Regions from separate parts of the Mus musculus genome. Here region 1 is linked to region 2. A link is a contact called in public Hi-C data. All regions are on one chromosome and are shown on one strand. Each heading gives the region's core, a stretch centred on a gene start, on an enhancer-like site or on the middle of the called end of the contact. The rest is flanking DNA. Distances are from core to core; before and after follow the strand shown.

Evidence for each region. A called contact is a pair of places that touch in the nucleus more often than the background predicts.
Region 1: a contact with region 2 is called in a Hi-C map of bone marrow-derived macrophages, with 10 read pairs. The contact joins two enhancer-like sites. A contact is called at or near these places in 2 of 39 promoter capture datasets (both in liver) and 1 of 484 Hi-C or Micro-C datasets (bone marrow-derived macrophages).

The regions. Positions count from the first base shown.
Region 1 is chr16:52,930,046-52,933,512 of GRCm38.p6, reverse strand. All of the region lies in intron 4 of 4930405D01Rik (a long non-coding RNA gene), which reads right to left. Among named protein-coding and RNA genes, the nearest start is that of Gm25723, 15 kb to the left of the region's middle. Within about 2 kb of position 1,397, at least 5 of the 459 cell types and tissues checked have an H3K27ac peak or open chromatin away from gene starts, as enhancers often do. A contact at or near this core is called in bone marrow-derived macrophages, where this site is marked.
Region 2 is chr16:52,221,238-52,224,516 of GRCm38.p6, reverse strand. No RefSeq gene overlaps it. Among named protein-coding and RNA genes, the nearest start is that of Gm32597, 110 kb to the left of the region's middle. Within about 2 kb of position 1,451, at least 6 of the 459 cell types and tissues checked have an H3K27ac peak or open chromatin away from gene starts, as enhancers often do. A contact at or near this core is called in bone marrow-derived macrophages, where this site is marked.

The sequences.
Region 1 (3,467 bases), core at 148-2,647, 710 kb before region 2:
TGTGGTTCTGAGGATTTTTCTCCCACAGACTAATCCACAGCCTCTAGTGACCGTCAGAGCTGCATTTATGTAAGTCAACAACATTCTGTCTGCAAAGCCTTCTACCTATACACATGGGCTTTGACTCCCAGGATTTACTCATTTTTCTAGAAGTAAGACTAGCATGTTCCTTGTAACTTTAGTCCTGTGATGCATGCACAATAGTCATTCATGTTTAATGTGTTACATTTCTTTATAGAAAAATTTGAACCTAAAAGTCTGGCATATTTTCTCTTCTCCTCTTCTACTTTATTAAATGGTAACCACGATGGTCTTTAAATAATAAAAAGAAAGTTACACTTTTGGATTGTCCTCCTTCTGCCATTGAAGATGGCCAGTATTTCTAAGAAACTAGAGAATGAACACATTCAGTAGACATTGGCCTCTTGGCAACTTGAAACATTCATACAATAGAGAAAGAAGGTTCTATATAATATAGATTATGATATTTATTGTCTCCTTTTCATTTCTTTCAGTAGTAGCATAAATAGTACCCTGCCTAATGTTTGCTTCATAATAAAATTATGTACCGCCGTTTTTCTTTATCCCCTTTCCTTGAATGACCAACTCTAAATAAAACAGGAAGCTTCTGTCATTCACTGCTATCTACATCATGAAATATTCCCTTAAGTATAATTGATAATTTGTAATAAATTTAATATTTTTCTACTTTGAAATTATAGTAATGAAATATTTAGAATTTTAAGGTTTGGTAATGCTGGCACAGGAAAGAGCCCAATCTTTGTAGTTTAGAAGAAACAGTCAAGGATCATCCTTGCAGAATTCTTTCTGAAGAGGATGAGAAAAATTATACTCTAGTTGTGAAATATTTCCAGAGACCAGATTTTCTTTGTTGCCAAATGTATGCAGAGATGATGGGTTCAAGGGTTACAAGCAAACAAAAAAGCAGGCAGAAGAGTTAAAGAAAAAGCATACTTGTGCAATGTTGCAAAACAGAGTTCCTTTCTAAGATTTGTGCTGCCATCCAGTTTACAATTTTAGCTCATCCAATTTATTGAAGATTTCTCACTTACTGGCTTACAACCAATAACTATTTTCTAAAAGCTTTATTGATCACTGCCTCCAAATACAATACCATGAATCATTCTCTCCGGTGGGTAGAAATTGTCTGAAGGAAAGTGTAACTCTGTTCAATAAATTTACATTTATTCCATATTGTCAGGAACAACCTGACTGTAAACCACCCTGCTCATTTCAAAATTCTCTGTTTCAAACTCAACGGAAGCTTTCCTCAACCAGATCATTCCAGTTTTTGAATCAGAGAAGGGAAGTGCTTAGTGTAGAATATTTCTCTCTTCCTCATTTTGTAGAAGTAGGTCAAGCTTCTTCAGGGCTGAAATGAGAAATGAAGCAAACAACTGTAAAAATGACTTCCTTGAGTAAGCTGCCAGCGTCTCTGCTGATCACTTTTGTGTTTCTGCACTGTATCATGTAGAATATCACTTGAATTCACATTTTTGAATCTCTGGTCCATTTCAGGATTTCACATAGAAAAATAATATATCTTTGTTTACTAGGAATCCAAATCCTCAATCTACCAAAACCTTTGAGATTCTTGAAGCCTGTGAAAGTAGCCTTTGCAATAGATTCCTGGTGTTAAATAAGCAACACCTTCATTCCTTACTCTTAGGTTCCTTTACTGTGTGAAAATCTTTCCTGATTTGGAAAATGCCAAGCTAGGTCCTTGCTGTGCTCCATAACATTTGATTGACTCAGATGATACCTTGCTTTAGGAGTGTGAATGGTGAGATCAATAAATAGCTGAACTCCTACAACATCCATTTTTGTGTGTTTAACTAACAGAGATGCAAATCAGGCCACAGGTCAGCAAGTGGGGATGTATGGAAAAGTTTTTCTACACTATCACTATGAAACATTAATTTCTTGGTTCTCTGTAGTAATGGTTTAGAGTTCATAGCATAGTAAAGGAAGTGAGAGCACTTTTCCCATCCCTGAAGGACAACAGGTCATAAGGAAGACCTTTGGAGTTCAGCTTATATCAGGAATAACAATAATTCAGGCAGAAAACAAAAAAATATATAGTGACCTTGCAATTTTAAAATAAGACTTTTCTGGTAGCTGTTTTTAAGAGACTATGATTCTTTGAAATTACAGCTCTTTTAAAAACAGATTCTTCTGAAATATGATTTTCTCAATAACTCATTATATCTTCAATTTGATCAACCCTTCTTCATAGTAAACTTTTATCTTTAGCTTGACAATGTCTAACATTTGAGATTCCATACTGGAGGAGTCTGGAAATACTGTTTATCAGTAAAGATACATTTTAAGAATTCTGTGAAATCTCAGAAGTCTTTTAGGAGCAATTATTCACTGGCAGAGGAGCATTCTGCAATCATCTTCTTCAGAGCATGGGATGCAAATCTAGACTCGAGTGGGTGAGAAATACTTAGTAATTTATGACCTGTGAAGAGGATAAACCATAGGCATTTGGTCCATCAGTGGTCTGCTGAAAAGCGGTGCCTAATGAAGCAGAGGAAGCTTGGAGCTTCACCTTCCCTTCTCAGTGGGTGACCTTGCAATGCAGTCTTTATGTCTATTTTATGTATATACCATCAAATAATGAAGACATGCATCACTATAGGAGAGAAGTGACAAGCAAAATCATTGTCATTACTCAAAATATGAAAGCTACTAAAATACAAGTGTATGGCTGCTTACTTTAAAAAGACCAAACTTTACCTAATTAGCATACATTAATTTCAAGTATAAAAAATATAGGATGTTCATTTTGCCTTTAAGTGTTTCATATATTTATCAAGAGTATGTTGAGAACATTTAAATAATAATCTCTTCCATTATGTTTAAAATAATGGTAGAATTTAAAATAGTGCTTTATGTATTAGAAACATTTATTCATATCCAATATCCCAATCACAAAGAGAATCTGACACTTTACAGATCACTTTACAGTAGCTTGGCTCTTTGCCGTTTTATAGTAAAGGAAGTTCCATTTGTCCATTTAAAATGCTGAATTTTTAATATCCCTCTGCTCTTCATCTCCTTCACGACTTATCCTACTGTCCAGTTCACATATAAACACCCATTAGTTTCCATATGTCGTGGAAAGGGAGAGAGCAGAGCAAGATGCGTGCCCTATCATCGATCTTCACGTCAGGCTAAAGATAAGCTCACAATTTTATCATTTCTAAGCATGTCCACTTTGCACATGAAGCAAGTTCACTGATACGTTGCTTTTACTTTTTGAAGTAAACATGTGAACTTGACCTGGACATTCTGCTGTGGAGACAGCCTTTCCTGTAAAAGCAATTTAAGGCAATTTACGATGAGTTCCTGCCCAGTGAAATCCAGACATCACAGAGAATGGAAGACATTTAATTCAAAATAATAGAGCTTTTTACAAAAATGTGATGGAATTTTTCTTT
Region 2 (3,279 bases), core at 202-2,701:
GCAATGTGTTCTCCCCTGGGGGAGACTATTTTTTCCATTCTCAGCATTCCTTAGCTGCTTGTAGTTATTCGTGTAGGATTCAGACATCATGGGCTTTGCCCTGCCCATGACCTCACAGTCATGTCTATTGTTGTTGTCTTTGGTAAGCTCAAGGTTAGACAGAAATGCTCCATGTTCTTCTCACACGTGGATCATAACTTCAAGTTTTTAATTTGTTTGATCAAGCTGGAACATCTGTAGAGAGTCCTTGAAGTGAGAAAGTTGCCATTGTGAATAAGAGTGGCAGAGGCTTTTAGGAGGCGAAGGATTGTGCAGTACGTGTACTATGACATTTCAAGAACTCTAGTGGTATCAAAGTTTAAATAGCAATTGAGTTGGATGATGGATTAGAAGATAGGGTGTTTAGGGCATTAATCAGAATCAATAACAGATGAGAAATCATATGGAAACTGACTACTTTATAAGTTACTTTTTTCTTCAAAAGATAAGACTTGAATATAGACAGATTATTAAATGAAAACTCCCATGCCAAGAGTGAGATATGCTAGCTAAAAGGGCGCAAGAGATTATTAAAACTGTACAACTTATGTGAATTGGAAGGCTTCCAGAAGTGTATGGTATAACCCCATTGTTGGAGACACCACGTATGTTGGCAGCAGAATACAGTGAATTAAGCTGGAAGCCTCTATTTTTGCTGGATAGTTTGCATGATTCTAGAAGTTGCAGGCAGCTAGAAGAGAAAAGTTAGAAAAGGTTGTCACTCAACTTTAGGGCTTACATGCTACCATTTTAAGTTGTCAGAAAGAAAAAGAAAACATGTTTATGGTGACATAACTGTTGTTGGGGCAACAAACTGATTATTTGACTTGATCTGAGGCATGTTCAGTGGGAGGTAGTTCTTGTCCGAACCTGCAGTTCTGATCAAAGGCCCTACACTGCTGTTATGATAAATGAATATGTTGTTTAAAATGGTTAAAATATATACATTATATATTTTTATATCAATAGAGTAGTGCTATCATTGGCTTTTAGTAAAGAAGAAACTCTTTGCAGTAACAGCAGTTAGTGAAGAGACCAGAGAAGGTGCTGGCACAGCTCACTGCTAAGTATCCTGCATTAAATCAGATACTCATATCAACCTCCCTCCAAGACTTTAGGTATACCGTAGATAAGGAGGAAGCAACAAAATCTAAGATCCAAGAAGTGGGAGAAGAGGTTTCAATTGCTGTTATATGGGAACGACATTATCATTGTAGTCATGAACACAAAACAGCTGCTGTCGTTTGCACAAGAACCTGCCTAAGACTGAGGTAGTAAACATTTAGTCAGAGATGGGAGAGAAGCTCATGGGGTCTTGATCTATCCTGGGGAGATGATGTCATTTCAGGGCTACTAGACAAAAGGAAGTCATTGTCTTGAGTAATGTAGCCACAAGTGAGTTACACATGTTACTAGGAGACCGAGTCATGTCCGTGACTGGAGGGTAGTCTTAGCTAAACACAGTGGGTCACAAAGCAAGAATAAAACAGAACAGACAGGAAAGTGGGGTGTGGTCTTGATGTGAGGAAGAATATGGATTAGCAGGGGTGGGAGGAAGAGATACACATATGAAATTGTCAAGGAATAAATTAATAAAACAATTGAAGAAAGACAGAAAGTAGGAAAGATATTTGATTTTTTAAAGAGAATTGAATGATAATTGTCTTCTGTAAGTGAACCCAATCTGGTTACAGAGAAACCTGTAGTTACATAAGAAGATAAATAGGACTGTGTTGGTGGCAAATGACCTAGGTAAATAAAGCATACCTAATAGGTCACTGGATTAGATAATTGGTCTGAAAGTAGTTAATCCTAAATGCCATACTGCATGTAATGTCTTTCAACTGTGAATACATCACATCACTTTCTATTTCAATTAAATAGTCACTAAAATGTCACCTTTGACATTTTAGTCTTCTTTGGCTCTGGGTTCTAAAATTTTCACCCATCCAGAGACAGATGTATTATCTCATGCCCTACTATAGTCTTCTTAATAGTTATCATTTCTGGTATATTGTGGATGTAATGTACTTAATTTAGTTGTGTCACACTGTTTTCCCCAAAGTATAATATCTATGACAAGTGTATAGATTTTTTTTTTTTGGTGCATATCCAGCTAGCAGCTCAGTTCTTGACCTTAGGTATTCAATGAATATTATAGAAGTATTGACCAAACCAAAGATCAGAACACTTATGTATAAACCAGAAGACAGTAGAGGGCATGAATTCTGTTCTGCCTCAATTAGAAGTGACTCATGTCCTAGGGTTGCTGAATCCTTCATGTAGATAGTGACTTTAGACTCATCTATGAAAAAAAAAAACACTCTGACATATAGATCTTCACGCAGGCATGACAGTTGAAATATAATAATATTCAAACATCATTTGCCATTTAAAATATTCCATTGATAGTGTTGGAGTTTAGCAAATGACACCTTGAAATGAACTGCTTTGAATTCCAAAGAGCACAAAGAGTAAGGTCAAGGAAGAGATTTCTCTGGAATTCCCTGTCTCCCTGAAATCACAGAACCCCCGAGGTGACATTTGATTGTTCTGAATCTCTTCCCTGACATCTCATCAGTCAGGAAAGACAGATGTTTTCAATAATAAGGAACACTAGATTTGGGGCTATACCTAAAGGCCAGCAAAACTGCTATACTTCATGATCATAAACCTCCTCTAAAATAATCCACTTTCTCCATATGTCTGATACCTAGGAAGAAGACATTTAAATTTCTCACACTATCACCGGTACCCACTGTCCTTCAATGCTGCCATGATGAGATGTTTTATATACTTCCCCCTTACAATCTGCTGTATGTTTACATTAGAATATTTAATCATCAGGCCTCTAAAAGCAAAAGGCAAGTTGTTTCATGCCTAAAACGTAAAATATATCACCTTAAAAAGCACAAGTGAATGGGTATACAATGAATGTGGACTGTTCCACAATTATTTTGTTAGTTATTACTCACCTGATGTAGATGATAGAGAACTCAGGTTAAAATCAGGTACTCAGTTAGAGAAGAGGACCATTCCCTATGAATTATAAACTTTTCCTTCACCCTAATTTTTAAGAAATCCATGAGTTTCACCTTCAGCATATTGTCTTTCCAAATTAAAATCACATTTAAATCATGCGGTCCACACTAGAGTACTCCTGACCATATTCTGTTCAATCCACATCCAACCCCAGGCCCAGTCCCAACCAGTGGTTTGTCAGCCCAGTAAGTCTGTCCA